Regions from separate parts of the Mus musculus genome. Here regions 1, 2, 4, 5 and 6 are each linked to region 3. The links are chromatin contacts, called in public ChIA-PET, HiCAR-type, HiChIP or PLAC-seq and promoter capture Hi-C maps. All regions are on one chromosome and are shown on one strand. The core of a region is the stretch at or near the end of the contact, and the rest is flanking DNA. Distances in the headings are between cores, read along the strand shown. Region 1 holds the start of Xpo5 (exportin 5). Region 2 overlaps AI661453 (expressed sequence AI661453). Region 3 holds the start of 2310039H08Rik (RIKEN cDNA 2310039H08 gene). Region 4 holds the start of Polr1c (polymerase (RNA) I polypeptide C). Region 5 holds the start of Mrps18a (mitochondrial ribosomal protein S18A). Region 6 holds the start of Gtpbp2 (GTP binding protein 2).

The links. ChIA-PET counts read pairs in DNA pulled down with a chosen protein or histone mark. HiCAR-type assays count read pairs that join an accessible place to other places. HiChIP or PLAC-seq counts read pairs in DNA pulled down with a chosen protein or histone mark. Capture Hi-C pulls out chosen DNA fragments and counts their contacts.
Region 1: an RNA polymerase II ChIA-PET map of memory CD8 T cells shows a contact between it and region 3, with 157 read pairs. The contact joins the promoter of Xpo5 here to the promoter of 2310039H08Rik in region 3. A contact is called at or near these places in 3 of 39 promoter capture datasets (liver and pre-B cells) and 6 of 115 datasets of contacts at active chromatin or transcription factors (the SCID.adh cell line, craniofacial prominence, embryonic stem cells and 3 more).
Region 2: a contact with region 3 is called in an HNF4G HiChIP or PLAC-seq map of pancreatic cancer cells. The contact joins the enhancer-like site here to the promoter of 2310039H08Rik in region 3. A contact is called at or near these places in 9 of 39 promoter capture datasets (the 3T3-L1 cell line, the HPC-7 cell line, hematopoietic stem and progenitor cells and 4 more), 2 of 115 datasets of contacts at active chromatin or transcription factors (bone marrow-derived macrophages and pancreatic cancer cells) and 1 of 9 other capture datasets (embryonic stem cells).
Region 4: an RNA polymerase II ChIA-PET map of effector CD8 T cells shows a contact between it and region 3, with 12 read pairs. The contact joins the promoter of Polr1c here to the promoter of 2310039H08Rik in region 3. A contact is called at or near these places in 5 of 39 promoter capture datasets (the C10 cell line, hippocampal neurons, liver and 2 more), 1 of 484 Hi-C or Micro-C datasets (regulatory T cells), 7 of 115 datasets of contacts at active chromatin or transcription factors (bone marrow-derived macrophages, effector CD8 T cells, embryonic forebrain and 4 more) and 5 of 9 other capture datasets (adipose tissue, embryonic stem cells, liver and 2 more).
Region 5: a HiCAR-type map of astrocytes shows a contact between it and region 3, with 2.4 times the contacts expected there. The contact joins the promoter of Mrps18a here to the promoter of 2310039H08Rik in region 3. A contact is called at or near these places in 1 of 39 promoter capture datasets (liver) and 2 of 115 datasets of contacts at active chromatin or transcription factors (astrocytes and bone marrow-derived macrophages).
Region 6: a promoter capture Hi-C map of liver shows a contact between it and region 3, with 2.6 times the contacts expected there. The contact joins the promoter of Gtpbp2 here to the promoter of 2310039H08Rik in region 3. A contact is called at or near these places in 2 of 39 promoter capture datasets (the C10 cell line and pre-B cells), 1 of 115 datasets of contacts at active chromatin or transcription factors (bone marrow-derived macrophages) and 1 of 9 other capture datasets (liver).

The regions. Positions count from the first base shown.
Region 1 is chr17:46,201,552-46,206,084 of GRCm38.p6, forward strand. Xpo5 (exportin 5) reads left to right here and starts at 1,260. Exons shown (of 32, transcript NM_028198.3): 1 at 1,260-1,474; 2 at 3,104-3,225. The coding sequence starts at 1,370. Polh (polymerase (DNA directed), eta (RAD 30 related)) reads right to left here and starts at 1,090. Exons shown (of 11, transcript NM_030715.4): 1 at 846-1,090.
Region 2 is chr17:47,448,683-47,453,284 of GRCm38.p6, forward strand. All of the region lies in intron 2 of AI661453 (expressed sequence AI661453), which reads left to right. Among named protein-coding and RNA genes, the nearest start is that of AI661453, 14 kb to the left of the region's middle. Within about 2 kb of position 2,704, at least 72 of the 459 cell types and tissues checked have an H3K27ac peak or open chromatin away from gene starts, as enhancers often do. A contact at or near this core is called in pancreatic cancer cells, where this site is marked.
Region 3 is chr17:46,769,114-46,774,130 of GRCm38.p6, forward strand. It overlaps 2310039H08Rik (RIKEN cDNA 2310039H08 gene), which reads left to right and starts at 3,522. Exons shown (of 1, transcript NM_025966.3): 1 at 3,522-4,294. The coding sequence starts at 3,700. The coding sequence ends at 4,044. It overlaps Rpl7l1 (ribosomal protein L7-like 1), which reads right to left. Exons shown (of 7, transcript NM_025433.3): 7 at 4,794-5,017.
Region 4 is chr17:46,245,347-46,249,886 of GRCm38.p6, forward strand. It overlaps Polr1c (polymerase (RNA) I polypeptide C), which reads right to left and starts at 2,699. Exons shown (of 9, transcript NM_009085.2): 1 at 2,549-2,699; 2 at 2,383-2,454; 3 at 761-868; 4 at 270-402. The coding sequence starts at 2,617. Yipf3 (Yip1 domain family, member 3) reads left to right here and starts at 2,734. Exons shown (of 9, transcript NM_145353.2): 1 at 2,734-2,982; 2 at 3,495-3,692; 3 at 3,833-3,939. The coding sequence starts at 2,902.
Region 5 is chr17:46,108,153-46,113,169 of GRCm38.p6, forward strand. It overlaps Mrps18a (mitochondrial ribosomal protein S18A), which reads left to right and starts at 2,852. Exons shown (of 6, transcript NM_026768.3): 1 at 2,852-2,977. The coding sequence starts at 2,866.
Region 6 is chr17:46,158,335-46,163,303 of GRCm38.p6, forward strand. It overlaps Gtpbp2 (GTP binding protein 2), which reads left to right and starts at 2,698. Exons shown (of 12, transcript NM_019581.3): 1 at 2,698-2,992. The coding sequence starts at 2,807.

The DNA.
Region 1 (4,533 bases), core at 10-2,509, 570 kb before region 3:
ACAGTGCCAAGCAACTACTACTACAAAGCTGCAAAATTACTGTAAAGAAAATAATTAAGAAGATACTGAATGTTCAAAGCATTAACACCTTACAAATCTCGCCCCTCACCTAAAACAAAATGATCGTACGTTTAGAAACCTTTTACACTTAAGTCAGGCGTCCTTGTGCTCTGGCGTGGCTTTTCTGTAGTACTGGAACAGATAAAGCTAGAAGGTGGCAAATGTATTGTCGCAATCAATACAGGATAAGTACCATATTCAATATAAATATCAGAGGTAAAACTGGAAGCGAAGCTGTGATTTAAGGGCAACAATTTACTAAGTGGAAAAACACCTCCTAAAACATATGCAGGATAAGAGATGATACAGCCTTAAGTCTTTTATGTGTTCCTTTCGTACTTTTATGTATTGGCAAAGTCTGCACAATGCCAAAACGTAAAAGACTACGTAAATTTGGGATGGGTTTTGTTTCGTGAGGCAGGGTCTCACTTTGCAGCTCAGTCTGGCCTCAAACTGGAAGCAATCCTCCTGCCTCAGCCTCCCAGAGGTATAGTTGGGATGCGTTTTCCAACATCTCAGTTCATCCCATTCTGTACAAAAGCACGTTTGGGAGTCGGTCGTGTAGTAAGACGCACGAGAAAATATGGACCAGTGAAGAGGAAGGTTTAAAAATTACAAGAAAAACTCTTTCTACAAGAAAACTCTCCTTAGAGACACTCTTAGAGCCTTCTCTCCCAGTAAGCATGCTTTTCATTTCGGCCCAGTCACCCCCAAGTAAAAGCGACAGCCAAGGCTTCAAAAGCCATCCGATATAGCGATCCCGAGCCGTGTTTTAATGTCCTTACCAAGGCGACACCTGTCAAAACTGCCAAGAGCGAAGCTGCGGGCTCCGGGCGGAGTCCAATGACAGCGTCTAGATGTCGTCGTCGCCTTCCCAGGAGCAAGTGAGTGTAATCTGATAACACAGATCCGAGTAGGTAGCCCTAGGCTCCCGCCGAGCCAACAGCCCTTCCAGCCTGCAGGTTTACGCCCCACAGCAAGCCCAGAGGAAATTTGGAGTTCAGCACCGCGCGCGCCGCGAGGGACGGTTGACGCGCCTGCGCACCGCGGAACTTCCGTTCCCCAGCCCCGCCCCGCCAGGCGCGGCCGTCACCCGAAGCGGCCACTTCCGCGCGCGCATGCGCCGTGGCGGCTCCGGCGCATGCGCAGCGCTGGGTTCTTCCCAGCTCCAACTTCTGGGACTCACGCTCCTCCCTCCCGTTTCCCCACCCCCAGCCCGCCGCGGCCCGGTATCAACGTGTGGTCCCGCCAGGGGAACTGTGCGTAACCTCGTGCTCCCGGGACGCCGGTGGGGTTCCCGGCTCTAGCCATGGAGATGGAGCAAGTGAACGCGCTGTGCGAGGAGCTAGTGAAAGCGGTGACGGTCATGATGGACCCCAGCTCTACCCAGCGCTACCGGCTGGAAGCCCTCAAGGTAGCTGGGGTCCTGGCGGCCTGGGCCTGCCCCGAGAACCCTATCCCAGGCTTCCCTCACGGCCTCTCCAAACTCAGTTTGTCTCCTGCCTATGCGGCCTTTGATCTTCCCACTGCCCGTGGGGAGGGTGGCTTCTGGTCGCGGCCCTCACCTCCTCCCACTTGAGTCTTTTCTTGCCTGCGCGCTTGCCTTTGCATCACACGCAAGGGTCCCTAACTGTTGCACATCTCCTCGCCATGTCTCAGTGGCTTTTTTGCCCACTCCTCACTTCTCTTCACTCTAGATCACACCGCGGTCTCCACCCACGCAGGCTGTGCCGGCTCTGACGCCGGGGCAAACCCCACATTCCCTGGCGTTCCGGGAGCGCACGTGCAAATTCCTGCCCCAGTGCCACCTTCATTCTTCCCTGCTGATCACTCCAGACTTGTGCTGATTCTAGATCCCCGTGTGTCCATTTTCTTACATCCTTACATACCTCTATCTTTCGAGTCTTGGCCATCTCTGGGCTAATTTGTGACGCTCCTTCCTCGTTTATACCTGTGAGATAGTCTCCGGCTGTTTTTGCGCGAAGACGAGCTTTACCACCGGCTTTGCATTTATTTGCACCGGGGCACTTTGGTTTCCTGGAAGTAATTCTCTTGCGTCCCGGGTGCTCTCTGCGCCAGGGTCTAGTTCAGCTTTTGCTATTTGGGAACGCTAATACCTTCAACAGAGCTTCTCTCTATTAGAGTAAGCGCCAACATATAGATGTATGTGGCACAGGATTTGGAATCAAACAACTCTGTTTGCTTTGTCTTTGATTGTGAAGAATTTTACATAGGCAAAGAAACAGAGCACCAGAGTGATCCCGAATAGGCCTGTGACCTAAACTCAGATGATACACAGATTTGCTTGTTCACTGACTCCTCCTGGCACCCTTAGTTTTGAAAGCTAATTCTAGGGGTTGACATTCAACTTGTATGGGTATATCTCTAGCATTTTTTTTTGTACTCTCTTAGATCCAGTTTAGTATTAACATGACTAATATCTAAATGGAGAGTGTCAGTATTACTAATCTAGATTTTCGCATCTTAAAAATACAGCTAAAAGGACAGCAGGTAACCCCTGCTACTGGGAAGACTAAGGCAGGGGATACAAAGTCAGGCAGCTATCAGAGTGACTTAGTAAGACCTCCTCTCTCAGACAAAGTAAGCAGAAGAGCCCTGGGAGATGGCATAGAGGGTGGAGCTTTTGGTGCCTGTTTATGGCTGAGGACTGGAATCCAGGTGGAGGGGAGGAAGAGACTGATAAAATAAATCCCTGAGTGGACTCACCAGCCCGTCTAGGCAAATCCTGAGCTCTGGGTTCTCAAAACAGCAGAGAGAAAGACATTCAACTTCAGCTTCTGCCTTCCACTCAAATGTGCAGCTCCATCATCCATGAACATCTGTGTGAAAACACTGCACGCACGCACACACACACCCACCAAAGGGAGAAAACTGAGAATGTAGTGTGGTCGTGATAGCCTTGCATGTGAACAGTTCGGTTCCCAGTTCCACACAAAATCAGATAAGGTTGGACCTTTCTTAGGATTTTTAGTCTCTGTTCTCTCATGCCTCCCCATGGAAATATTAATGTTTCTTCTTTCAGTTTTGTGAAGAGTTTAAAGAAAAATGCCCTATCTGTGTTCCATGTGGCTTGAAGTTGGCTGAAAAAACACAAATTGCCATCGTCAGACATTTTGGCCTTCAGATCCTGGAGCATGTTGTCAAGTAAGGAAGTCTTAGGTACCACCATTGGAGCCTGTAGAAGAGTAGCTTGTTAACCCTTTCATGACCACACAGGTGCTTTCCCCAGTGACTAGAAATGAACAGGATGATCACTAACATGTGGCGAGAACTCGGGATGTTGAGTCTTTCTTCAGTTAAGACATCTATAAAGCGTGTTACACATACTAAGTATTCAACAAGCCAGGCATGGTGGGTCGCATTTATAATGCTTAGCACTGAGGAACTGAAGCAGGAAGATGGCCATAAGTTCAAGCGCTCTTAGGCTACATAGTTCTAATATAGTGGGCTACAAAGTGAAACTTTGTCTCAAGAGCCAAATTTTAAAAAGAAACAGAAAACCTTTTTTGGTTTGTTTTTGAAAAGTAGTTGTATATTATTATAGATGGCTAGATGGGGAAATGCTAATTTGTGACATAAATCCCATATAAATGCTAAGTAATACACTTTATATATGTGTGTGTGTGTATACACACACAGGCACATATGTACATGTATATATATGTATATGCGCATCATGTATGTACTTGGTGCCTACAGAGGCTGGAGTCACAGGTGTAACCCGAGTCACAGCCAAACTCGGGTTCTCTGCAAAAGCAGCAGGTGCTGCTAACCTCGGAGCCATCTTTCTGGCACCAAGAATCTTTAAGGTTTTATTATATTTCATGAATGTGTACTTGTGTGGGTATGTGCTTGTGAGTGCAGATACAAAGCACTGGAGATTAAAGGTGTTTCTGTGCTGCCCAACAAGGGTGCTGGGAACCAAACTCAGGTCCTCCTAACCGCTCAGACATCTCTCCATCCTCAGAAGTATCATTTCCTTTTTTTAAAGGTGTTTGTTTGTTTGTTTTTTGAGACAGGGTTTCTCTGTGTAGCCCTGGCTGTCCTGGACCTCACTTTGTAGACCAGGCTGGCCTCGAACTCAGAAATCCGCCTGCCTCTGCCTCCTTTAAAGGTTTTTTTGTTTGGTTGTTTGGTTGGTTTGGTTGGTTTTTGGTTTTTTCTGATTTTTCTGGAACTCACTCTGTAGACCAGGCTGGCCTCGAACTCAGAAATTGAATGATTGAATGCTCGATTAAGTCAACTATAGATGTATGCCCTTCCACATCTGGCTGTTCATAAAAGCTGAATCTACCATTTGAGTGCTCAATTCTAGTGTGAAGTGTTTTACCATGGGAACGAAAGCTCAGGCTTAAAAGGTAACGGTCATCAGAACTATCCCTAACAAGAAAAGAACCATCTGGCACGTTTGCCAACTTCCCCTCTGCCTCCCAGCGTGTGATGGGGCCCCAG
Region 2 (4,602 bases), core at 1,454-3,953, 680 kb after region 3:
CTGTCCCTGAACTGGTTAATGAATAATGACTAGCTCCTAATGTCCTGGCCCCTCCCCCAGGGTCAGTGAGGCCCCCTCCAGTCTCTTACATCTTCTCCCCACCCACCTATTCTGGGCCTTTACTGCTGCCCCCACTGCCCCCACCCCAATCTGGGCAGAACCTCAGGAAGTCTATGGAAGATTCAGGCTAAGTCAAGGCTTTTAGGACTGCTCCGGCCTGGAGTACTGGGCCTCTTGAGGACATCCCTTGGGAACATTCTTTCTGCACAAACCAGGAAGTCCCCACTATGCAGAATGAGAGAGGACTGACATGTCAAACTAATAACCGAAACCCATTGGGTCCATGGGAGTGTGTTGTACAGAGCCAGAACTGAACCCAGGAGGGACGTTTACCACATTCCTTCAGTGCTGGCTAAGGTAGAGCTGCCTGCCTGGCCCCACCCTCCCTGAGAGCACAGCTAACACAGGAGTTCCAAAGAGCATATATCCCTGAACAGAGAGAGCCATCCCCTCCCTAACGCATGCCAAAAACCCCCACTTCACAGCCCGAGGCTCTAGCCCTGAGACCGGAAATGATTTGCATATTGTCCTGCAGAGCCCAGACCCACGCTCCCAGAGGCCAAGTCCCAGGTCCAAATGCCCCTCAGGCTGCCCTAACCTTCCCTCCATGCCCCACCTGGCAGCTTTGTCTTCCCCTTCCAGGGCCCTTGACAGAATTACTCCCACCTCCCTGGCCTGGTGCTCGCCACCCTCGTCCTGTGTCGCCTTCTGGATCTTGGAATCTTCGAGGCCCTAATGAAATGGTTTCAAGGGTGTGAGGAGTTTTAGCTGAGGACTCTCAGGATCCACCAAATTCAGACCCTTTGGCCTAATTGCTGCTCTGATCTTGCTTCAGGTTACAGGGCTGGAGTAGCTTCCAGCCTCGCTCACCACCTGCTCTGGGTGAAGGTCAGTTGAGTAGCTCATTTTTTCCTATCTGATCTTGGGGCCCCTTCCATAGGCTCTGGGCTTTCTTCCAGTGCCCCAGGTGCGAGTGTGGGCTCACTTGTTCAGAACCCCAGTCCCATGTCAGGGTGGGAGGGTCTCTGGGCCAGTACCTGAGCCTTGCCCCTTCTGCCTGGTGTGGTATTAAACCTCTAAGGGCCTCACTCAGTCCTTTCTTACCCTCCCACCTGCAGAGAGCACCTCCCAGGCCTGGAGGTGAGCAAGGGAAGCCACCAAGCAGCATCACCCTGGCAAACAGATGAGGCAGGCCCAGCCAGGGTCTTTGAGCCCTGCCTGGGTGTCTTCTGAATGTCCTCTCATCTTTTAAGAGCCAGCCAGGGGACAGGTTCAAAAAGAGGGTTGTCCTCAGGTGCCTTACTCTAAGAAATACTTTCTCGAGTCTCCATAACCAAAGGCCAACCATGAAACAGACCTTTGGGGTCCTTGGTCATCAGATCCCTGTTCCCAGTCCCCGCTCTACCTTGGGTTGTGGAGTTACAGAGGACCAGACCCTTGTTCTCTTCCAGGCCTCTGATTTCTTTAACCTTTGGTAGGGCTTACTACTGTGAATCGTCCCCTAGGGTGTCCCCAGCTGTGAGTTTCTGTGCTAAGTGACTATACGGGCACGGGAGGGGGCATGGCAAGCTCTTACACATGCCTCACACACAGATCCGGATTCTTCCTGGAGGAGGGTTGCTTTCTGGCCACCAGGCCCACCCACCTCACTGATCTGGGGTGTGGGGGAGGGGTAGGTTTAGAGCTACCACACAGCAGAAGTGGGAGGACCTCAGCTGTCATCAAGAGGGAATGTACTGCCGCATGGTGGTGCATGCCTGAGATCCCAGATGAGGAGAGCTGGGGATGCCGCTATGGTACAGGGCCATGTTACTAAATAAGGATAAACAAGAGCTGGGGCGTGGCCCAGTAACAGAGCACTCTCCTCCTCACATGCACCGTAAACTGGGTTCACTCTCTGTTGTGGGGTGGGGATAAGAACACAGAGACCTGGACCTGTGAAAGAACCTGGTAGATAAAGGCTCTTGCCGCCCAGCCCCATGACCCAAATCCAATCGCCAGGACCCGAAAGGTAGAAGGAGAGAGGTGACATTTGAGGATCATCCTCTGACCTGCACATACATGACCTGTGCACATGTGCATACTTGTACACAAAAATAAATAAATGCAATAAGATTAGTGACAAAATAATAATAATAGTAATAAGAATAATGATGATAATAAAAAATGCTGGATCCACGAAAGAGCAGGCTTGCTCTGGACTAGAGCAGGCTTGCCCTCTAGAGCAGCAGAGGCGGGTTTGGTGGCACACACCTTTAATCTCAGTGCCTGAGGCAGAAGCAGGAGGATCTTGGTGAGTTTCAGGACAGCCATGGCTACTTGGAGAGATCCAGTCTCAAAACAAAAGGAGCGGCAGACCTTGGAGCTGGGTCTTGGCCACAGGCCTCAGGAAGAGCAACCTCTCCCCTACTTCCTAGGGAAAATGGAGCCCAGAACTCAAGGCTGAGCCTGCCCTACGCTAAACCCTGAGCAGTAGCTGATTGTCCCGGGTGACCTCTTCTCTGCACCCCATCTGATCCTGCCATCCCCGGGCTGATGCTCATGAGAAATTTGAAATTAAATGTCCGTGTGGTAACTATGGGCAAACTGGCTGGACAGGTCTTGGAGTGCCCAGGGCGGTGAGAGCTCCCAGGGTTGCCCTGCCCTCTGAGTCACACAGGCCTGGTCCTGCCAAGGGGAGGAAATCCCTGAGCTGCAGGAGAGACCTACGTGTCTCCTCTGGGCCCACTCCCTCTAAGTCCCTGATTGCCTGGGAGCCCTCAACTCGCCGTGGAGCCCACCCAGACAGCTGGCTCGGGAACACATTCCTAAACTCAAGAGGGAGACAAGGCAGGCTGAGTCTCACTGATCTTGTAGGTGATGTTGAATGGAAAGGCTATAGAGTCTGAGGTGGCAGAGCTAGCAGTGAGCGCAGTGAGCATCAAGTTGGAGGTCTTACCGCCCTCCCACCCTCCTGACCCCTTCATTCACAAGAGTTCCTCAAAGCCAGCGACACCCTCATCCCCACCTATAAACAGCTGCCTCTTGGCTAGCCCCTGTCCTGACCTGGCTGCCTCAGGAGGGTTGACCAGGAAGATTTGTTAAAAGTGGAATCAGCTCTGGAAGACACTGTATGGAGGGTCGTCAGGGACCTGCTCCTTTGGCTCTGCTTACTGCTTGTCCTGGAGGGAGGGCTAGAGCTGAGACCTGGGGCAGAGGCCCAGCAGCAGCCAGGCCCCTACAGCTCTGACTCCAGGAAGCCAAGCAAGGACGAGGATGTGGGAAGCAGCTGAGAGCTTTGTTTGTTTGTTTGTTTTTTAGACAAGGATTCATGCATCCCAGGCTAGCCTTGATTTCCTTATGTCACCAGTGAGCATCCTAAACTTTTAATCAGTAATTAAAAATTCTATCTTCAGCAAACCCTTATTATGTCACCCTGGCTGGCCTGAACTCTCTGTGTAGACCAGACAGGCATCCACCTCAGAGATCCTTCTGTCTCTGCTTCTCAGTGCTGAAATTAAAAGTGTTAGCCAATAAGCATAACCATATACATAAACACACACATATATAATTACAGTCATTTATTTAGTGTATATGTGTCCTCTCCTATGCATTGCTCTGTGTGTCCTGGAGACCTAGCTCAGCTCATCAGGCTTTCTGGCAAGAATCTTTACCTACTGAGCCATCTGGCCAGCACACCCTGAACTCCAGATCTTTCTGTCTCTACTCTGGAATGCTGGAATTACAGGCATGCGCTACCATTGCCTGATTTACTGGGTGCTGGGAATTGAACCCAGGGCTTTCTGAGTGCTGAGTAAGCACCCCAAACATTCTGACAACTGAGGACACCCTCAGCTGAACTGGGGGCTTTCTGTGTTACCACACACGTAACTCTCTACCAAGTAGTCTACTGAGGAAGCTATCCCCAGCCCAACTGAGCTGATAGCTGAAATCACCCGCCCATCTGTCTGATTCAGAGATCTTAGATGCTATGGAGGCCATGGCTGGTCTTGGGTCTAAGTCATGTCCTGTCTTGGGCTTGCAGTGTTCTTCTGCCCACACCCCTACATTGCCCCCCACAAACCAGTGGCAGCCAGCTGGCCCTCACTCTGTTGAGCACCTTGATGCCTGTAAAACTCTTCTGTGACTCCCACTCTGGCTGGGCGTGAGGGAGGACCCAAGCCGGCCTGGCTGTTACTCTGGAGCAGGGTCTGCTCCCTCCCCCATCCCCCTCAGAGCTCCATATGCCACCTCCCGGTCCAGGGCACAGATAGGCTCAGGAGGAGGCTGGTGAGGAAGGCTTTCAGGCTCCAACACCAAGGTCAGCCATGCATTTACCTGCTGGCCCAACCTCTGGGGATCTACCCTTGGGGCTTGGCTGGACTCAGGAATCCCAGGCACGAGGATGTGTATACCAGGGCAAGAGGAGGTCAGTGGGGTGGGATGGAGTGTGGAGCTCTCTCGTAGCAGGGGTGAGCAGCAGACTCTATTGGGCAAAACTCGAGGCGGGGAGAGGTGGCTAGCTTGCTGTTTCCTCTACTCATTCTTTCCTCTCCCCTTTCC
Region 3 (5,017 bases), core at 2,272-4,771:
TCTTTTGCTGTTTGTATTGCTCTCTCCAAGCTAGCTCCATAAGCTTCTATGATTCTCCGGTTTCCACCTCCTGTTTTGCCTAAGGTCATAGGAATCTAGAGCATATCCAACTTTTAGGAGGGTGCTAGGGATTTGAACTCAGGTCCTCTGGCTTGCTGGGGAAATGCCTTACCTACTGAGCCATCTCTTCAGTGCTCTCCCTTGGTTTTCCTCCCCCTCCCCCATCTTGCTAAGTAGCCCAGGTTGGCCTTAGACTACCCTTGTCCTAACTCCCATGTTCTGGGATGACAAACACGAGCCACCCCACCTGGCTCACCTATACATTTCTTAACTGTTTAGTTCTGGAAATGTCTTCTGGCTCCTTTAACTGTGCGACCGCAGGGGTGGCTAGAGTTCATATGATAAACCCAGTCCAGCATTCTCATCTCCAAAAAATTCTGATTCCTTCTACAGGATGCCAGGAAAGTCCTAGCATCTCAAGCTTATTGACTGTGGGCTGCTAGTAAAACTTTACAGCTTTAATTAGCCTAAGTAAGAGGCTAGATTAGTGCCTCTTCCAGGTGCTGGAGCCGGCATGGTAAATCCCAAATCTTGGATGAGCATCCAAGGAAATGAACTTGGATAACCTTGCATTCCAAGTGTCCTGTGTTTTCCCTTCCCTCCCCTCTCTCTTCCTCCCCTTCCCCCCTCTCTGAGGCAGGGTCTCACAGAGCCCAGTCTGCCCTCTCACCATCTTGAACTTCTGACCCTCATGCCTCCATCTCCCAAGCGCCAGTTACAGGGTGGATCACACAGCTGTGCTTGGCTTTATGTGGGGTTGGGGACGGAACTCAGGGCTTTGTGCAAACCAATGCTTTGTCAACTCAGCTACACCTCCAGCACAGTTTATTTGTTTCCGTGTTTGTGTGCATGTGTGTGTGTGCGTGTTAACACATTAACAGTGCAAGTATGGAAGTCGGAGGACAATTTACATCCAGAGTTGCTTCTTGTTTTCTCCCTTGCTGAGGAGGTGGTCTCGTGTTTATGCTACTGTACGTCTCTATCTATCTATCTATCTATCTATCTATCTATCTATCTATCTATCTATCCATCTATCTATCTACATTGATATCATAGATATGTAGATAGAGATATGTAATATCTCTGACCCATCTCAAGGTCCACTCAGTAACTCTTACCTTTCTGATTTTTACAACGGACATCTGGAAGTCCAAGTGTGGGAGCTCATGCCAGAATCAAGCAGCTAAGGTAGGTGGGTGGTGAGTTCCAGGCCTTCCTGGACTACAAAATGAAATCCTATAAGAAAGGAAGGGCTGAGCCTTTAATCGGTCCTGGAACTTGGTGATCTCACGGTGATGTCTCAATGCCGGCCTCCAGCCAGGGTGCCAATCCAAGCTACCCTTCTGTCAGAAGTTGAGGACCCTTGTGTTTCCCTATAGATATAAAAACAAGCAACATGGCCACGCAGAGCTGGGCACAACATCTATCCACGATCTCCTCACATGAATGGGATCCCCAGTCACACGCATGTCCCCTCCAGTCACACGCATGTCCCCCTGCACAGCGTGGGAGGGCTAATCCTAACACTCTGTTCTGTCTACTCCTGGAAGGAACCACTTCTAGTGTTGGTGAGGAAGGGCGGGAGAGAAAGAGACGACGACATTGGAAAATCTAAGGAGAATTTAGTAGAGCCCATGGGCAGAGAGCGATGTGGGCAAGGACAAGGGAGTTCCCAGGAGACAACGTAGCATCTGAGAGAGTGAGAAGGGAGCTGTGTCAGAACCCTTAAACCAGAGGGCTGTGTGGAGGGACTGCTGCCGATGAGACCCTGAGGAGGGGAAACAGAATGAAATCTGTTGAAGCTATCTCTTCTCTCCTCCTGCTACTCTCTCCCAGCCTGACCAGGCCCAGAAACTAGAAGGCCAGGGAGCCTGCTGCACTGACTCTGTCAGGTCCAGGAAGTTGGATGAACATGCAGAGACAGCTGCAGGGGCTACAGGAGAGATCACTGGGGACCCTCAATAATGGCCTCCAGGCACTGGCTGTCCTTCCAGAAGACCAGAGAATTCAAAGCCCAACACCGACATGATAGCAGAACTAAGGGTTCAGTTGCTCTCTTCTGGCCTTTAGCAGTACTGCATGCATGTAGTACACAGACATAGATGCACATAATAAAATTAAAGGGGGGCCCGGGCAGTAGTGGCACCCGCCTTTAATTCCAGCACTTGGGAGGCAGAGGCAGGTGGATTTCTGAGTTCGAGGCCAGCCTGGTCTACAGAGTGAGTTCCAGGACAGCCAGGGCTACACAGAGAAACCCTGTCTTGAAAAACAAAACAGAAAAGGAAAGGAAAGGAAAGGAAAGGAAAGGAAAGGAAAGGAAAGGAAAGGAAAGGAAAGGAAGCCCTAAGAGGTTCAGCATTACATGAGGAAAAGTGTGCCAGAGGGGCTGCAGACAGAGCTCTCAGTTAGTAGAGTGCTTGGCTAATACATATAAACTCCTGTGCTCCATTCCCGGCACCATACAATACAATTCAATTCCCAGCACATACTGGACATGGACCCCTGTAATCCCAGCACTGCGGAGGTGGAGGGCCAGGAGTTCAAAGCCGCGGTTGGGAATGGTCAGCAGTTAGTGCCTGCCGTGCAGGTGTGAGGGTCAGAATTTGAATGCCCACAAACCCAGATAAATGCCAGCTGGATGCGGCGGTCTGCCTACTTCTGCCCTTCGAAGGCAAGGATCCGAAGTCAGACGCGTGCATACGCGCGCGCACGCACACACACACAGACTATATTGTGAGTTCAAGTTCAAGGTCAGCTTTGGCTACAGGAGACCTTGAAAACATGAGAACGGGGATAAAAATTCAATAGCCCTACCTGCTGAGCCATCTTACCCACTTTTTGGGTTTCATGGGGTTGTTTCCGGTGAAGGGTAAACATGCTGTGTGCTTTTAACATTATGCAAAGTATGCTTTACTTACTGATTTCTTGATCTGTGCCAGATCAAGCTGTTTATTATATACTTACATGTTTCAGTGTGTAACTCGGCTGGCTCTATGGCCCGAGCATATGGTGTTACAAGCATGAGCCACTGCATCCTGTCAGGATAGCTTTGATACAGAAATCTGAACAGCATTGGGAGGTGTAGCGCAGCAGACATTGGGAGATGACGAATCCTTGGCTCAAACCAAAATTGACTACAAATCCCAAACAACACATAACCCAAACCCAAACAACAACAACAAAAACCAGGGATTTGATCCTTAGTACCACAATTAACAAATGTGACGAGCGCTTGCTTGCTTGCTTGGAAAAGCATACAGAATCACGCTCTGGACTGTAGCGCGAGACTCAAACTACCAAGACGACCCTCCCGGCCCTGAGCGCGCAGCCTGCGTCCGCATCTACACGTGCCAAAGGGAAGTGCTTTTGTACAGCCACGCCTCCTCACACTTGTCTCACTGGGTGCAAAAACTTCACTTTTTGGCTCGTTCCCCCACCCCACCCCGCCCGCTCCTCACCCACCGCAGCACATCTCATGTTGTGGAATGAGAGCTGGAGGTTAACCCAGGCTGCAGCTTCTGCACAAATAGCCCGGGTCTTGGAAGGTCTACCCTGGGCTAAGTTACTAAGCTCCCCTCTACTTTTCACGAAGTGGTTGCTCCCACTCCACCCGGAAGTGCTTACAGCCGGATCCGGGGGATGAGCTGGTGGCAGGACATGGACCAGCGTGGCGGTGTCTCCAGTCCGAGCGGTGCACTGGCGTCTGCCGAGCCAGCTCCTGCCTCGGTGACCCTGGCGGAGCTCCTGCACCTGGTACAGAAGGGCCAGGAGGTCCCGGGCCTGGAGAAACGCCACATCACTGCGACCCACGGTGAACCCACCGCGTCTCTGCTCCCTCGGAGGCCCAAGCCCTGGGAAGATGCGGGCTCGGCCGCCTCACCCTGCACCATCGCCCTAGACACGAGGACGCAGCCTCCGACCATCGAGGAGCGATCCCGGGGCAGTCCAGCCGCCCAACTCGACGGAGGCCCAAGGGTTTCCTGATGCTCGAGGTGTTTCCCGAGGGCATGACTGGGTCCTACACAAACTTGAGTCTGGACACTTGCCACCTGTGGGACTCAATGTTGCCTAGTAATTTTGTTTTTGGATGCCAAATTTCAACTTCATACTGTGTCCTAGTCCATTTGTGTAACGGAAATAAGTTTCCCTTGTCACTGTAGGACAGCACAACCTCCTGGACCCGCTTGTTCTGATGATACCGATAAACCGATATCCAAAAGGCATTTCTAACTTGGCAGTCGTTTGGGTTTGATGAAAAGGTTCCTTCCCAGAGTGATACATAGAAACCCTGGTTCTTGGAGTTGGGGGACTGGAGAGAGGGCTCGGTGCTCTTCCAGAGGATCAAGGTTCAATTTCCAGCAAACATGGTGACTCACATTTTAATGGGATCTGACGCCCTCTTCTGTTGTCAGTGTGCTTGGCCACATAACTAAATCTTAAAAAACCCTGACTCTTGGGAGCAACTAAGGTAGTGCGAGCAGAGGCAGTTTGGTAGTTGGTACCCCCATAGGAGTTGGCTTTCTCCTCCCACCATGCACCAGACCCCCCCCCCCCCCCCCCCCCCCCCGGTTAAGCTCTGGCTTGGCAGCAGGTGCCTTACCCAGATTCATCTCCAAGGCTGAAACTAGTAGTTGGGAATTAAGCCCTGGGTTTCTGAGGGAGCATTCTTTCCTCCCCGCAGGACTTGTGAAACGGTGCCAGATGCCCAGGGGACTGGGCGAACGGCTCTTTTTAAAGATTTATTTATTTTATGTAAGTACACTGTAGCTGTCTTCAGATACACCAGAAGAGGGCGTCAGATCTCATTACAGATGGTTGTGAGCCACCATGTGGTACCACTGAGCCAACTCTCCAGCCCCTGGGCGAACGGCTCTTAACCACTGAGCCCACCTTGGGCCCCCTCGAGTGTTTTTGGAGTCGGGGTCGTTAATACATCGATCTTTGTCTGCCTTCATAG
Region 4 (4,540 bases), core at 1,449-3,948, 520 kb before region 3:
ACAGAGTGAGGGTGCATGCTTGCTCCAACCTGAAGACCCAAGTTCAATCCCCAGGAAGAATGTAAAGGTGGAGAGAGCCTGAGTGCTGCTAGCGCTGTGTTCCGAGGGTGTACACAGTGAGACTAGAGGTGGGGTGGGGACAGCTGTTCTCCCAGGCGAAGGCAGATGTACAAGATGCCAACTAAAGCCCCAGCAGTAGGCCTGGGACCTGAGCCCATGCATTCCAGGTCAGTTCTGCCTAACTCATAATCCCAAGCTCTCAGCCTCACCTTGGTTCCGATATTCAAAGAGACGAGGATCAGCGAGGATGGGGATGAGCCCCAGGCGGTGAGCAAGGATCTCATCCTGGACTATGGACGTGTTGTTATACACCAAGACCTTCTCCACGGCCATTGTCGGCACCTGCCCAAGGAGGCAAAGCAGACAACTGACCTCCACCCATCCCCCTGCCTGGAAAAGGAAGAGGCAGCACTTTTTCATTTTGCCCTTCAGATTCTTTTTTTTTTTTTTGGTTTTTTGAGACAGGGTTTCTCTGTATAGCCCTGGCTGGCCTGGAACTCAGAGATCCACCTGCCTCTGCCTCCCGAGTGCTGGGGTGCTGGGACTAAAGGCGTGTGGCTCAGATTCTTGATACAATGTTTACTATGTAGCCCAGACTGTCATAGGTGTGAACCACCCTACCTGCCCCAGAGGGATGGCTTTGAGAAAAGCGTCTACAAATTGATACAATTTCTACCCTCCAGCCCACGTCCTCTAATACCTCAGCTAACAGGATTCTCCGGAAAGCATTGGCGATGGCAGCATCAATCCCCACCATGTCGAACTCCAGCGTGTCTTCATCCATTTGCACCACGTCCACACGGAAATTCTAGAAGGAGGGAAGCTCCTGCATGACTCCTGCCTGGCTCCTACCCTGCACTATCCCCTCACCCTAAAGTCATGGTGCTCAGTAGACATTTTGTCTCCAGTCCTGTTCTTGGGGGCAAGGCTGTGTGTTTCTTGTTTTTTAGGTTTTTCCAAGGCCAGGTTTCTCCATGTAGTCCTGGCTGTCCTGGAACTCTGTAGACCAGGCTGGCCTCAAACTCAAAAGATCCACCTACCTCTGCCTACCAAGTACTGGGATTAAAGGTGTGCGCCACTATGCCCAATCTTCCCAGATTTTCCACAAACCACCCAGAGAAGTTACTATACAAAAAGCAGAACTTCCCACACTACTTAGACCGTTTGATACTTGCATGTCTGTTGTCGTTATTTTTTAATACCTACTTTTCTCAACTACATTCCCTTGGATTTTGAACACCAATTTCCTTATCTGCTCTTCTTTCTAAATTTCCCCTTCCACCCACACAGTAAACGTTCCTGTCTCCTAGGTTCTAATCCCCTGGCTGACCTCCACCATGCTCCTGGCTCAAGCAAGCACATAGACTTCACAAGCAGGCACCTGAGTGTACCCTCATTCTTGTTCTCCTGCTTGGCAAACGACACAGCCAGCAACAGTTCCCCAGTGCCACTGGAGAAATGGCTCAGCTATTAAGAGCACTTAACTGCCCTTGCAGAAGAACTGGGTTTGGTTCCCAGCACCTGGTGGGACCTAACATTCTCCTCACACTGCAGGGATCACTAACACACAGTGGTGCACAAATACACATGCAGGCAAACACGCATATCAAGAAAGTTTTAGGGTCCTCAAGTTACAAAGTCCTTTCTCTCACACACTGCCTCCCCAGAGCACTGGTGCAAATCGTCTAGTTCTCCCTGCCTTACTCCGTTAGTACTGTCTGGAGTTCATCTATGCCCCCAATTTCAGCCTGCATACACTAGCTGGCAGATTCACCAGAATTCATTCCCTCCTGGCTATCAAGATTGCAAAATGTTATCAGTCTACTCAAAAATTCTAAATTGGGCGTGGTGGCTCATGCCTTTAATCCCAGTGCATGGGAGGCAGAGACAGAAGCAGGTAGATGGCTGAGTTCAAGTCCAGCCTGGACTATAGAGAGAGTGCCAGGGCTAAACAGAAACAGTTTCAAAGTGAATTTTAAAAAAATCATATATAATGAAGCTCCAATCAGGCCTTCACTACTCAACTTTTATTCATAGTTCAAAGCTTAATTCAAATGCCATTCCCTTCACTGACCTTTAACTACGTCCCTTCAGTTAGCTGGATTCAGTGCATCAATGATTCCTGACCATATCCCAGCCATCTTCACCGCTATCTTACTATTCTGGAATAACTTGTCTGTGTGGTCCATTATCCCACCGAGAGCAACCACCGTGTCTGACCCGTCCATGGAGCTCAAGCGTGTTGTATGGAAACAGCGACCCCCACCCCAACCTGCGAGGTCTGGCCCCTCGGGCCGACTGGGCACCTTCAGCTCTACCCACCTTCTCGAAGCGGTTCTGGTCCCAGGCATCATCATAACCGGCGTAGTTACCGGGAAAGTCCGTGGTGTGGACCTAGAGCCAACAGAAAGGGCAGTGTGGCCAGCCTTCACACCAGGCCTCTACTTCCCCGTGCCGCCCTCATCCTTCCCGCGCCCCGATCTCTTACATTGCGAACCCCAAACTCTCCGAGAACCACGCGAGTCCGCATCTCCTCCACCGCCTGAGCCGCCGCCATCTTCCGCCACTCGCTGTAAAAGGAGGCGAGTCCGCGCCTGCGTCTCCGCAGCAACGCTCGGGCTCCCGCAATCTTGAATGTCGCGAGATCTTGCCCCGCCTCTGTCCACGTCCTTCACTTCCGGACGTCAAGTGGGGCCAAACATCCGGGTTTCTCCCTTCGGCGTCCCGGCGGATCCCCACCTTGCCCGGGCGGTCGCCCCTCTGAACCTCTCCCTCCCTCGGACCCGGGTCGCACGCTCTTCCCACGCGCGCGTGCTCCAGCGACGGGAAGCCTCGAGGGACATGGCGACTCCGGCGGCGCCGGCCAGCGGCGTCCGAAATGGTGCTGGCCCGGAATGGGGAGGCTTCGAAGAAAACATCCAGGTATGGAGCGCGCCTGCTGCCAGCAGCCCCGGGCTGGCGGCGTCCGGACGGTGGCTGCTGTTCTCTCTCGCGGGGCCTAGAGGTCGGCTCCGCTGAAACGCAGCCTGTCCCCTTTGAGTCTTCCCGGGGAAGGGTGTAGCTCTTGTGCTGGCGTGAAAGGGACAAACTAGGGCTCCCGCGGGCCTCGGCTCTCTGTGGGGGCTGGAGGCTAGGATCCACTGGCACCCCCTAAAAATAGGCTTGTTTGAGAATTGGGAATGGCAGATGGGCTCTTTTGCAACTCTTTGGAGCTTTGAGGTGGAAAGTAGGAAAACAACGTGGATTGAAAATAAATAGTAGGGTTTCCAGGACCACAAAAGTGACGCGACCAAGAGTTGCCACCACTGAAAGAGTGGCAGTTCCAAGCCATGTCCTCGGCAGTGGAAGATCAAAGCCTCAAGTTGTCAGCTGAGCGGAGAACGGGGAGGATGCAATGGAAGGGCCCCTCACTCTCCGAGCCGTTGTCTTCACAGGGTGGGGGTTCGGCTGTGATTGATATGGAGAACATGGACGATACCTCAGGCTCCAGCTTCGAGGACATGGGTGAGCTGCACCAGCGCCTGCGGGAGGAAGAAGTAGATGCTGATGCAGCTGCTGCAGAAGAAGAGGATGGGGAGTTTCTTGGCATGAAAGGCTTTAAAGGACAACTGAGCCGGCAGGTAGCAGATCAGGTAAGCCAATGGGGAAAAAAAAAAGGACCTATGCATGTCCTAAATTGATCGAGGTTTTCCACTTAGACCCACACGTAAATCTCGCCGAGACTGAATAACAATCTAGAGCCAAGAGTCTCATCATACCCATTTCCCTTCAGATGTGGCAGGCAGGGAAGAGACAGGCTTCCAGGGCCTTCAGCTTGTATGCCAACATTGACATCCTCAGACCCTACTTTGATGTGGAGCCTGCCCAGGTCCGAAGCAGGTGAGGCGCCTTCTCTGAGACATCTGTCCTCACATCTAGACCCTCATCCAGACTTCACTCAGACTCAGAGCCCTGAGCTCTGGTGGACTCCCCTACTTGCAACCCCATTACTGAACTGAACATGTTGTGAATACTTGGTGAAAGGTACAGTTGGCTAGGTACCCCTCAAGTGCGCTAACCCCTCTTCCCTCCTACCCCGCTTCCCTCCACACCACCATCCTTTAAATGGCAGGCACTCACTTTGTTCTCGTCCCTCCCTCACCTGGACTCCTAGACAGTTCTCTCCTCTTCAGGGTGGCTCTTGAAACTGCAGTGCATTCTTATTCCTGAGCCGGTCTCCCCAAACACCAACAGGTCCACCCTTATCCTCCACCCCCACCCCACCCCCAGCATCAGACAGACAGATCATGCACCTGAATACCAGAGCATAGTCATTAACTTGCTTATCAAAAGGAGGATTCAATCCTGGCTTCATTCTTCATTCGTCCTCTAAGCAGAACTGATAGAAAAGCTAGGGCCAGCGAGCGAGTACACACGGGTTCTTGGTCTGTGTGGAGCACTGTCCTGATGATATCTGATCTGTCGGTGAAGGTGGGGGTGG
Region 5 (5,017 bases), core at 1,602-4,101, 660 kb before region 3:
AAAAACATTCATACACATAAAATGAAAATAAATTTTAAATATATGTATTTAATACCAATGTATCCAAAAAACATATAAATGTAAAATGAGCACAAATCCTGAATAGATAACTTACAAAATAGGATATCTACATGGTTTATAAACATATGAAAAGCTATTCTCATTAGACATCATATGAATGTAGAAGAAATCCTCAATGAACTCTGGCTATATACTAACCAGAGGGACAGATGAAATCTACAAAAGAAAAAAAAATCAAACATTGACAAGGTTTTGGAGCAACTGGAGTTCCCACATAGAGCCAGTACCGGAATAAACTGGTGCAGTCGCCATAGGAAGCTTCCAGGCACGTTCTACCACAGCTGAACATATGTGTACCCTAACAGCTCCATCACTAGAATATGCCAGAAAGTTTGCTCTCTGTGAGGTTTGCCAAAAGGCATGCTTGTCCCAGCACTATGTGTAATGGTCCCACGTGGGGATGATCCAAACAGAGAAAAGGATATTTAAAATGATATGCATTCTAAGAAAATACTTTATAAAGGTCAAATCAGGAAAATGTTGTTTGTGGTGCCAAAGATTGAGAAAATAGCTATCCTTGGGAGGAGTGACTGGGAGGATGTACAACTTAGTGTCCTAGAGTGTTGACTGTGTTCTACTTGTTAGCATGGAAAATAGACTTATTCTATGGAAATTCATCAAGCTGTCCACTGAAGATTGGTGTACTTTACTTACATGCTTAATTCTTTAATTTTAAAAATAGGTTGTGTGTGTGTGTTTAAAGAAATTTTTGAAGACACATGCACACTTTTAATCTCAGCCTTTGGGAGGCTAGCCTGGTCTATATAGCAAGTTTTAGGACGGCCAGTAAAACCCTGTAGCTAGCTAGCTAGCTAGCTAGCTAGTTAGTTAGTTAGAACCTCTTGAGCAAAATATGGTGGCACAAAATTGTTTTGTCATGTAGGAGCTAATAATAAACAGGCTCAGAAAAACAAGATGGCTCACAACAAAGAGCATGAATGAATGAATAAACATGAACCGTGGTGATTTCCTTGTTCAAGATAATTGGTGCTCACCTCAGGATTCTCTGTTGTATTTATTCCTTTTTCCTTCATTTTTTTTCTACTATGACCAGGTTACCTGTTTTCTTTTAACCTGTCTTTATAGAAAATGAAAGCTGGTTTTGAAAATATCATTTACCATTTTCTTCATTCATTCATTCATTCGTTCGTTCGTTTTAGAAACTGTCTTTTTCCTCTAGCTTCTTGCCATTTGATTTAAGCAGAACAGCCCAGAAACACTCAGTTCAGTTCCAGCCCATTCAGTGGCCTGAGCAGTGGGAACCCAGTGCTGGCCGGGCTCTCCAGCCTTCAGTAGGAAACTGCTGGACAGGCACAAGGAGGACATGCACACCCCTCAGTCTGCCACCTCTGGTGGAGCAGCAGTGAACCCAGGAGCCAGGGTGACCCATACATCCTTCAGTTCCTCCTTTCCACAGCCTTTTCATTGGCTGCGTGCTCTTTCTTCTATGTCTCGTCAGGGTCTCTGTAGGGGGAGAGATCAGGCATGACCGCCCATGGATGCTCACACAAGGTGTACATCCATGGGAAGAACTTAATGGGTCAGAATCCACTACATCACCCCCAACTGAGTGAGCTCCCTTTTATGATGCATGGGCTAACTGATTGTTTCCAGCTGAAAGGCCACATCTCTCAGCTTCCCTTTCAGACTACGAAGTCATTTCTACTCCTGTAAGGGGCTGTTGCCCATCTTCCCTTGCTGAGAATAAGCATTGTCCCTGCTAAGGACAAACTGAGCCTCTCTTTCTGTCTCTCTACAGCTGCCTTTAAATAACCTAGCATAATGGTGGTGCAGCAACCCGGGCTTTGACACCAAATGTTAGATCTCTTAGGCAGTGTAGGGAGACAGAAGACCGAAAAAGAGGCTAAAGCCTTTTCTCCGCAGAGAGGTCTGTTCATTCCAAAACAGTGAAGGACAAAAGAGGTGCCAATGTGGGAAACGCTGGCAGTGACTCTTTATAGGGGGGGAGGGGGGAGCGGTGTTGTTTCCATTCATAAAGAACTAGGGATGCCCTGGGCTTCCCAGGATGCAGCCACAAGGGTGACTAGGGTGGCCCAGCTTCGCATTCCTCTCTGCACTGGCGGACTGACCAAAGTCATTTGTAGGAATCCTGTCTCCTGACCAAAGCATTCTATAATTCCAAACCCTGCAAGAAATCAGGGAAGTGTATATAAACACAAAGATTGAAAGTGTGTATAAGGGGCTGGAGAGATGGCTCAGCGGTTAAGAGCACCAACCACTCTTCCGAAGGTCCTGAGTTCAAATCCCAGCAACCACATGGTGGCTCACAACCATCTGTAATGAGATCTGACGCCCTCTTCTGGGGTGTCTGAAGACAGCTACAGTGTAATTAGATATAATAATATCTTTGGGCAGGAGAGCAAGCAATGATGGCTCACAACCATCTGTACAGCTACAGTGTACTCATATACATTAAATAACTAGCTAACTAACTAAATAAATAAATCTTTTAGAAAAGAAAAGAAAGTGTGTATTAGCAACAAAGATCGGCAGGTGGGAGGGGTGGTCAACTGTATTCCACCTCTGATGCTGAGGGCCAGAGTCCTTACCATCCCAATCTGTCCTGACAGGTCTAGCCTCAGTCACAAAAGCTGCCCAGCAGGAAGAAAAACTAAGGAAACCGGGTGGCGTGTAATTTACAGACAGAGGAGGTGACAGAAACAGAAGGGATCGGTGACCACGAGAAACCCTCCCGCCGCACAGCGGCTGCGCACACCCCTGCTCCGGAAGCGGAAGTGCACACGCGGTCAGGTGCGTTCCAAGATGGCGGCCCTCAGGGCTCTGGTGTCAGGCTGCGGGCGGCAGCTCCAAGCGTTCCTGGCAGGCCCCGCTGCCACTGGCTGGTTATGGCTTCCAGCTCGCGGGTTGAGAGAAGGTGAGTCCCAGGACCCAGCGACCCCCGGGACTTGAGGAGAGCGTCGTGACACTTCAGCCAGCCGCGATGTGCCCCTCCCTCTCAGCGACTCTGAGACCCGGGAGGTGCGATCCCCCGCGGGCCGCTTAAAGGCTTTACAGACGCTGGCGGGGTGGCTTCACCTCCCGGTTCTCAGTGTCTTCCGAAAGTCAAGGAGAACTGAGAGAAAGACCTGGTCGTTTAAAGATCAAAGAGAAGAATGTCTCAGAGTTCAGAAAAGCTATAAAGGCTGAGTGTTAATTCTCCCATCATTTTCCAAATCGCCTCCTCCTTGGTTAAAGCATGCCGCCAAGCCCACCTTATCAATTCTTCTCTGAAAAATGTGTGATTAAATGGTCACTTTCTCTGCCTAAGCTACGGACTTGTAAGATAGCAGCCAAAGTGCAATGGCAGTTGAACAACTAAGACTTGCTAAATGTTAGGTCTGCATTTCATTAATATTAAATCTGGAAAGGTAACCAGATTCTAGCATCATCTGAGACCTTACTGAAGGTCAAACGCTGTGAGTCTAGCTGTAAAAGGACTGTAAAGGGAAAAAGCACGGCTTCCTTGGGTTCTAACGAGCTATGTATACATCCCCACCAATAAACGGAAGTTATCCGTTTGCATGAAAAAGTACAGTAAGATTCTGTAACCAGAAATAGCAAAGTCAGTTTGAAATTTTCATAAAGAGGATGCTCTTGAACAGGCTCGTAAAAGGATGGAGTTTGGCAGAGTGAAAAGGTCTTTCTGGATATAGTCTTTTCTGTATTCTGTGAGAAGCAGGAAAGGATAAGTGATGTAGATAAAGAAATGATGCGGGAAGGGACTTGTCTTTAAAATTGGCCAACCAGGGAATATTAGTTAAAACTGAGAAATAAGTTGGGCGTGGTGGCTCACAACTTTAATCCCAGCACTCGGGAGGCAGAGGCAGGCAGATTTCTGAGTTTGAGGCCAGCCTGGTCTACAGAGTGAGTTGACAACCAGGGCTATACAGAGAAACCTTGTCTCGAAAAACCAAAAAAAAAAAAAAAAAAAAAAAAGAATGGCAGATAGATAAACTGGGCAGTGGTAGCACCCCTTTAATCCCAGGAGACAGAGGCAGGCAGATTAAGTTCAAGGCCAGCCTGGCCTACAGAGCGAGTTCTAGGAGAGTTCTAGGACAGTTAGGGCTACATAGAGATAACCTGTCTTGAAGATAGAAGAAGGAGAAGGAGAAAGAAGGAAGAAGGATGAGGAGGAAGAAGAAGAAGGAAAAAAGAAGAAAGAGTGGCCAATAAGGGATTCAGTTCAGGGGAATCAAGAGATAATTAAGGGGGCATTTGTGTGTGTGTGTGTGTGTGTGTGTGTGTGTCAGATTAACTCATCAAGAAGGTCACCAGTGAGATCTTGTGGATGGCAGAGTGGACTCGGATACAGTGTTTCAACTGTCCCCAGGCTGCAACATGGGGCTTAAGCTCATAATGTTTTTGAGGGTAACTGACCTGTCAGATACTAACAGCTCCAAATTGCATATCCCTTATGAAATGCAGCATAAAGCTTCTTTTGTTTTGTTTTTTGAGGCAAGGTCTCACCAAACTGACCTAGAACTTGCTATGTAGATCAAGCTGGCCTTAAACTCACAAAGATCCACCTACTTCTTCCTCCTGAGTAAGGGCTTCTTAACTGAAGAGTTTGTGGACTGATGAACCATCTAATCAGTCTTTAGAGTCATCCTCTACAAATACCTGATTGCAGCTCTCCACTCTGTCAGCCACTGTTTAGAGAGCCTGGACCAAAGGCTAAATACTGAAGTGAAGTGAATTGAATTGAAGATATGCCTTTACATGAAAGCGCTGTCGTGTTTTATATTCTTTTGGATAAGTGAACCTTGAAGCACCCTCCCTTTAGGAAAGGCATATATACAGCTGATTTGTGTTGCTCTAGTGAGGATGTTTGTCACTCAAATAGTATTGTACATATAACATTCGCAGTTGTGGAAAACAAGCTGAGTCTCTTGCTGAAAATATTCATGCCTCTTGT
Region 6 (4,969 bases), core at 1,448-3,947, 610 kb before region 3:
TTCGAGGCCAGCCTGGTCTACAAAGTGAGTTCCAGGACAGCCAGGGCTACACAGAGAAACCCTGTCTCAAAAAAGGAACAAACAAAACCAAAACCCACCAGAAAAATCACTGCAGGAAGCTAGCAGAACAACTCAGTAGAAGACTCTGTGCATATCAAGCACGGAGGCTCTGGGTTCAGTTGTTAGTGTAAATAAAACAAAAAACAAACAAACAAAAAGATCAGAGCCAGGAAGATGGCTTAGTGGGTAAAGGCATTTGCTGCCAAGTCTGGTGACCTGAATTCAAGTCAGAATAAATTTCTGCAAGTTGCCCTCTGACCTCCACATGTACATCATAGTGTACACACATGCATATAGATTAAACATTTTATACACACACACACACACACACACACACACACATTTAAACTATGTGTATATCTGTAATTGGAATTGTGTGCCAAAGTGTGGTGTTCTCAGAGGGCAGAAGAGGGTGCCGGTTTCCCTGGAGCTGGAACTACAAGGAGTGATAAATCACCCTACATGGTGCTGGGACCTGAACTCTGATCCTCTGGAAGAGCAGCAAGAGCTCTTATCCACTGAACCATCTCTCTAGCTCCAAGAGTAAAACTTTTCAAAATCTCCTAAAAAAAAAAACATATATATATATATATATATATATATATATATATATATATATATAGTCATAATGAGGTTGGCTTAAGGGTGACAGGCAAGCAAGAAAGCAGAGGGGAAGGTTGCTCTAAGTCAGAGCACATGAAAGTGACATCACAAAATGCATATTCATACAAAGGTACTAGATGTAAAAGCAAGTGACTCACTACAAGCCAGGAAAAATATTTGCATGTGATGTGTATATAAGCACACACTATATACATCCTATAGGCAGCCACCTCGTAAACAACCTGTCTAGGAAACTGGCCACTTATACCACCTCCACTCCCCAGGACCCTGGTCTCCCAGCAGGCATCCTGTGGCCTCTCTCCTCTGCCAGCCCTCACTTCTCTCTGTAGGTAGGCCAGGCTGTTCAAGAATGGGTTATATCATGCCCCACCCTTTCTTAAAGGAAGGTATCCATTAAGGAGAATTGGCTGGGATGGAATTGTGTGTTAAAGGGTGACTGCTGGAAGATCCGTGGATATTTAAAAAATAGTTATCAGTTGAGTGCAGTGGTTTCTGGCTGGTGAGAGAACCCGGCCTGTTTGTGGTGATAATGTGTGGGTGGGGTGGGGATGTCTCTTCCTTTCTATTCCCATCCTTTGAGATGTCTCACTGAATTCTCTAGTCTCCATCTCTAAAAACTTTTTTTTCCTGGCAATCCTGGTCTTAAGCATACAGGATAGCATACAGAAAAGACACCTACTTTCCTTTACTGAAGACCCAGGTAAATGGCTGATCTGCAAGGCTTTTCAACTTTTGGTTCTTTTGGTATATAGCTGGTGTGGAAACTATCCAATGTGGACAGCGACTGCATGCTCAATAGACTCGTCTCCTTCGATGTGGAACTGTGCAGAAGTTATGGACTCAACCAGGTCTGAACTCCTTCAGAGTACACCAGAGGTAAGTGCTCCTACCGTACCGTGGAGAACTTTCAAACTCTGTTCTATTTCTTGGCTATGTGTGAACACCTGGTTGTTTGTGAAGAGAGGGGAATGGACGTACTGTGAGTCATGAGATAGCCACGGCGCTGGAATTTGAACCCTGGCGTCCTGACTCTGTGCCCAGCAATTCTGCTTCTCCATTCTGAGCCTTTGGTGCCCCGTATACTGGTTTATGTCGCTCTGAGAGTTCTGAAGGACAGGAGAGACAGCTTGGCTAGAAAGACAAATCAGCAATCCCCTGGCGTCCTAGGACAAGTTCTATTCCTGGCTACTTTCCCCGCCCCCTGGTGGTTGACGTAACTGGAACCCCAGCTCCGCCCCAAGTAGGGGCCAGGCCCCTCCTCCGGACAAGTTTTAAACCAAATTCTGTTTTCCGGGATTGGCTAAACTTCAAAACAAAGGGGAGGAGAGATACTTGCAGTAGGCACCCTCCAAACCTTAGGCAGCTGGCTGCTTTATGGGTCCTGGACACGTGTCTGGCCACTGCGGTGCCTGGGGCTGCTAAAACCAACCCCCGGATTGTGCCACCCAAGTAATAAAACAGTGACTATATTGCAAGGGTGGCATAATCATCGTCACAATAACAGCTCTAATTATGCTATAACTACCATCTGCCTCCGCCCTAGCTTTTGCCCTGACTCACTCGACAGCACTCCAGCCGTCAGGAAAGAAACTGAGGCAGAGGTGGAGCCAGCAGGCTGTCAGATCCAACCTCCCCGATTTTTAACTTGTTGTCTGGGGTCAGCGCCGAAAGGTCAAACCCAGTTCAATTCTGATATAAGCCCTTCACCTCCGGTTACTGTCCCTAATCTCAGGCCACAAAGCCTTCCTACTGCCCCTAGAAGAGAAGCCGCTGGCAGTACGGGAAACTGGGTGCCGACTACAACTCCCCTTAGTCTTTGCGCTCAAGGCGCGCTTGCTGCCCTCGCCCCCGAAGCCACCTGTGACTCTCGCATAGCGATGCCTCTTGGGAATTGTAGTTCGAACTCGCATTCTTTAGCACTAAATCTCATAGCTGCGGACTCAGTATCCCTTGATGCCCTGCGGCTTTTTCTGACGCGACTAGGAGGACAGGGAAGGCAGGGGCGTGGCCTACAGTGGGCCACACCCCGCTCTCCTCCGGCTGGCCCGACTCGGCGGTGGCAGTAGGGGCGGCGGCAGTGGCGGGGGGGAGGGGTCGGGCGGGGGGCTGGTGGCAGCGGCGGATGGACTCGCGGGTATCGGAGCTGTTCGGCGGCTGCTGCCGGCCCGGAGGAGGCCCGGCCATGGGTGGAAACCTCAAAGCTCGGGGGGCCGGCGGTAGCAGCAGTTGCGGGGGCCCAAAGGGGAAGAAGAAGAACGGAAGGAACAGAGGAGGTAAAGCCAACAACCCTCCGTACCTGCCCCCAGAGGTGAGCACCTGAAAAGTGGCGGAGCCATGGGGAACTACTCTTCCGGTCCCCGAGACTCCAAGGAGGCGGGAGAGAGAAAATCAATCCCCCTTTCCGGTGTCAAGACCCAAGGGAGGAAGGACCGGGGAAGAGAACCCCTCCTCCTGTTCCAAGACCCCTACAAAGCGGGATCGTCAAGACTGGACGATCCTTTTCAGTGTCAGGACCTCGGGAAGGGACTGCCCCTTTCACCTCCATAACCTTTGGATTAGTGGGAACCGGGGATCCTTTCCTCTTGAGAAGAGCAGAGGATGTCTGAACCCCTACTTACTCTGGGAGTGGGGAAGGAACACTGTACTGGGAAAAGAGGGCAGGCAGAGTAACCAACGTTTTTCTAAACTTAATCCACAGGGAGAAGGGGAGTAGCCGGGACAAGAGCAATGTGTTCCTTCCCTATTCTTCAGTACCCACACACATTAAACCAGAGAACAGTTAGACGTAGCCCTCTGCCCTTTCCTTGTCCTGTGGGGCTGTGGACACAGAGAAGAGTCCGCACGAACCCGCTCTGGGAGTCCTCAAGGCAGAGAAGACTACTTTCCTTCCTCTTAAAATAGGAGAACCCAGTCGGGAGCTAGTGGGCTCGCCTTTAAGTCCCATCACTCTGGAGAGATGGCTCAGCGATTAAGAGCACTGTCTGTTCTTCCAAAGGACCCCCAGTTCAGTTCCCAGCACCCACATAGCTGCTCACAACGGTCTGCAACTCCAGTTCCAGGAAGTCTGATGCCCTCACACACATACATGCAGACAGAACACCAATGCACGTAAAATAAAAATAATGTAAAAAAAAAAAAAATCCCATCACTTGGGAGTCAGAGGCAGGGGGATCTCTGAGTTCAAGGCCAGCCTGGTCTACAGAGCAAGTTACAGGATAGCCATGGCTCCACAAAGAAACCTTGTTTTGAAAAACAAAGATGGGAGAACCCAAGGTGGGAAGAGCTTCAATGGGTGATTATGACTTTTAAGTGTGCACCAGAGTGATTCAGGTTGCTGTTCCTGCTCATAGAATTCTGATTCAGTGGGTGAGAGACGGGCCTGATTGTTTGGCATTTCTTACAAGCTAATGTTGTGGTCTTAGCACCACAATGGTCTTTGAGAACCATTGGCCAAGATTATCTTTCTACCATCTTTATAGTCAGCTATCCTAATTATTCACCTTCAGCAGAAGAGTAGAAAGGTTTCTTTGTTGATGGGAAAAGAGCTCCTACGCATTCCATGGTGTGGTTGACAGTATGGATAAAGACACCTCTAAGGACTTTAAAGACAGCATGATGACCAAGAGGGAAAGAGAAAAATAAAATGGCCAGAGAGGAGGAGCGCAGAAATGCAGGCAGACCAGGCAGACGGTATATAAGTCAAGCTCATACATAACCTTTTGTCCAGGGGGTGGAGGGTGGAGGGTGGCGCGGGGCAGGTGTGTGTGGCACACAGCCCAAAAGGTGGCTGTTGCTCGAAGAGGTTATGTGATGGTTTCCTGGTTTCACCTCACTGAGGCATGAAAAGGGCATAAAAAGCCACAGTGAGTTCACTTTATGGAGTCTGCCCCTAAGCTTTCCTGGTTTGTTTGGGTAAGTCCCAACTTCGGACTTCTGTTCCTCTCTTACCTGGGCCTCTTATCTCGGGGGCGTTTGTAGTGACCAGTGCTGAGTTCATACTTTGGCTCCGTTCCAGAGCCTGTAGCCTCTTACACTTGATGGCATCAGCTGAGAGGGAGGGGCCAGAAGGAAGTAGTGTCTACCAGATGGATGTCAAAAAGAAAGGCTTCAATATCCTGAACACAGAAAAAGAAACCAAAACCAAATACCCGAGCCCGCGCAGCAGTTGGAGGCTGTGGCGGGTGGGGGCAGAGAGGTGAGCTTGTGTCTAGGAAGATCAGTGCTGAAGACTTGGTGCTCTGATCTTAGATAAACGGGTGGTTTGCTGTGTCCTTACAGGCCTTTC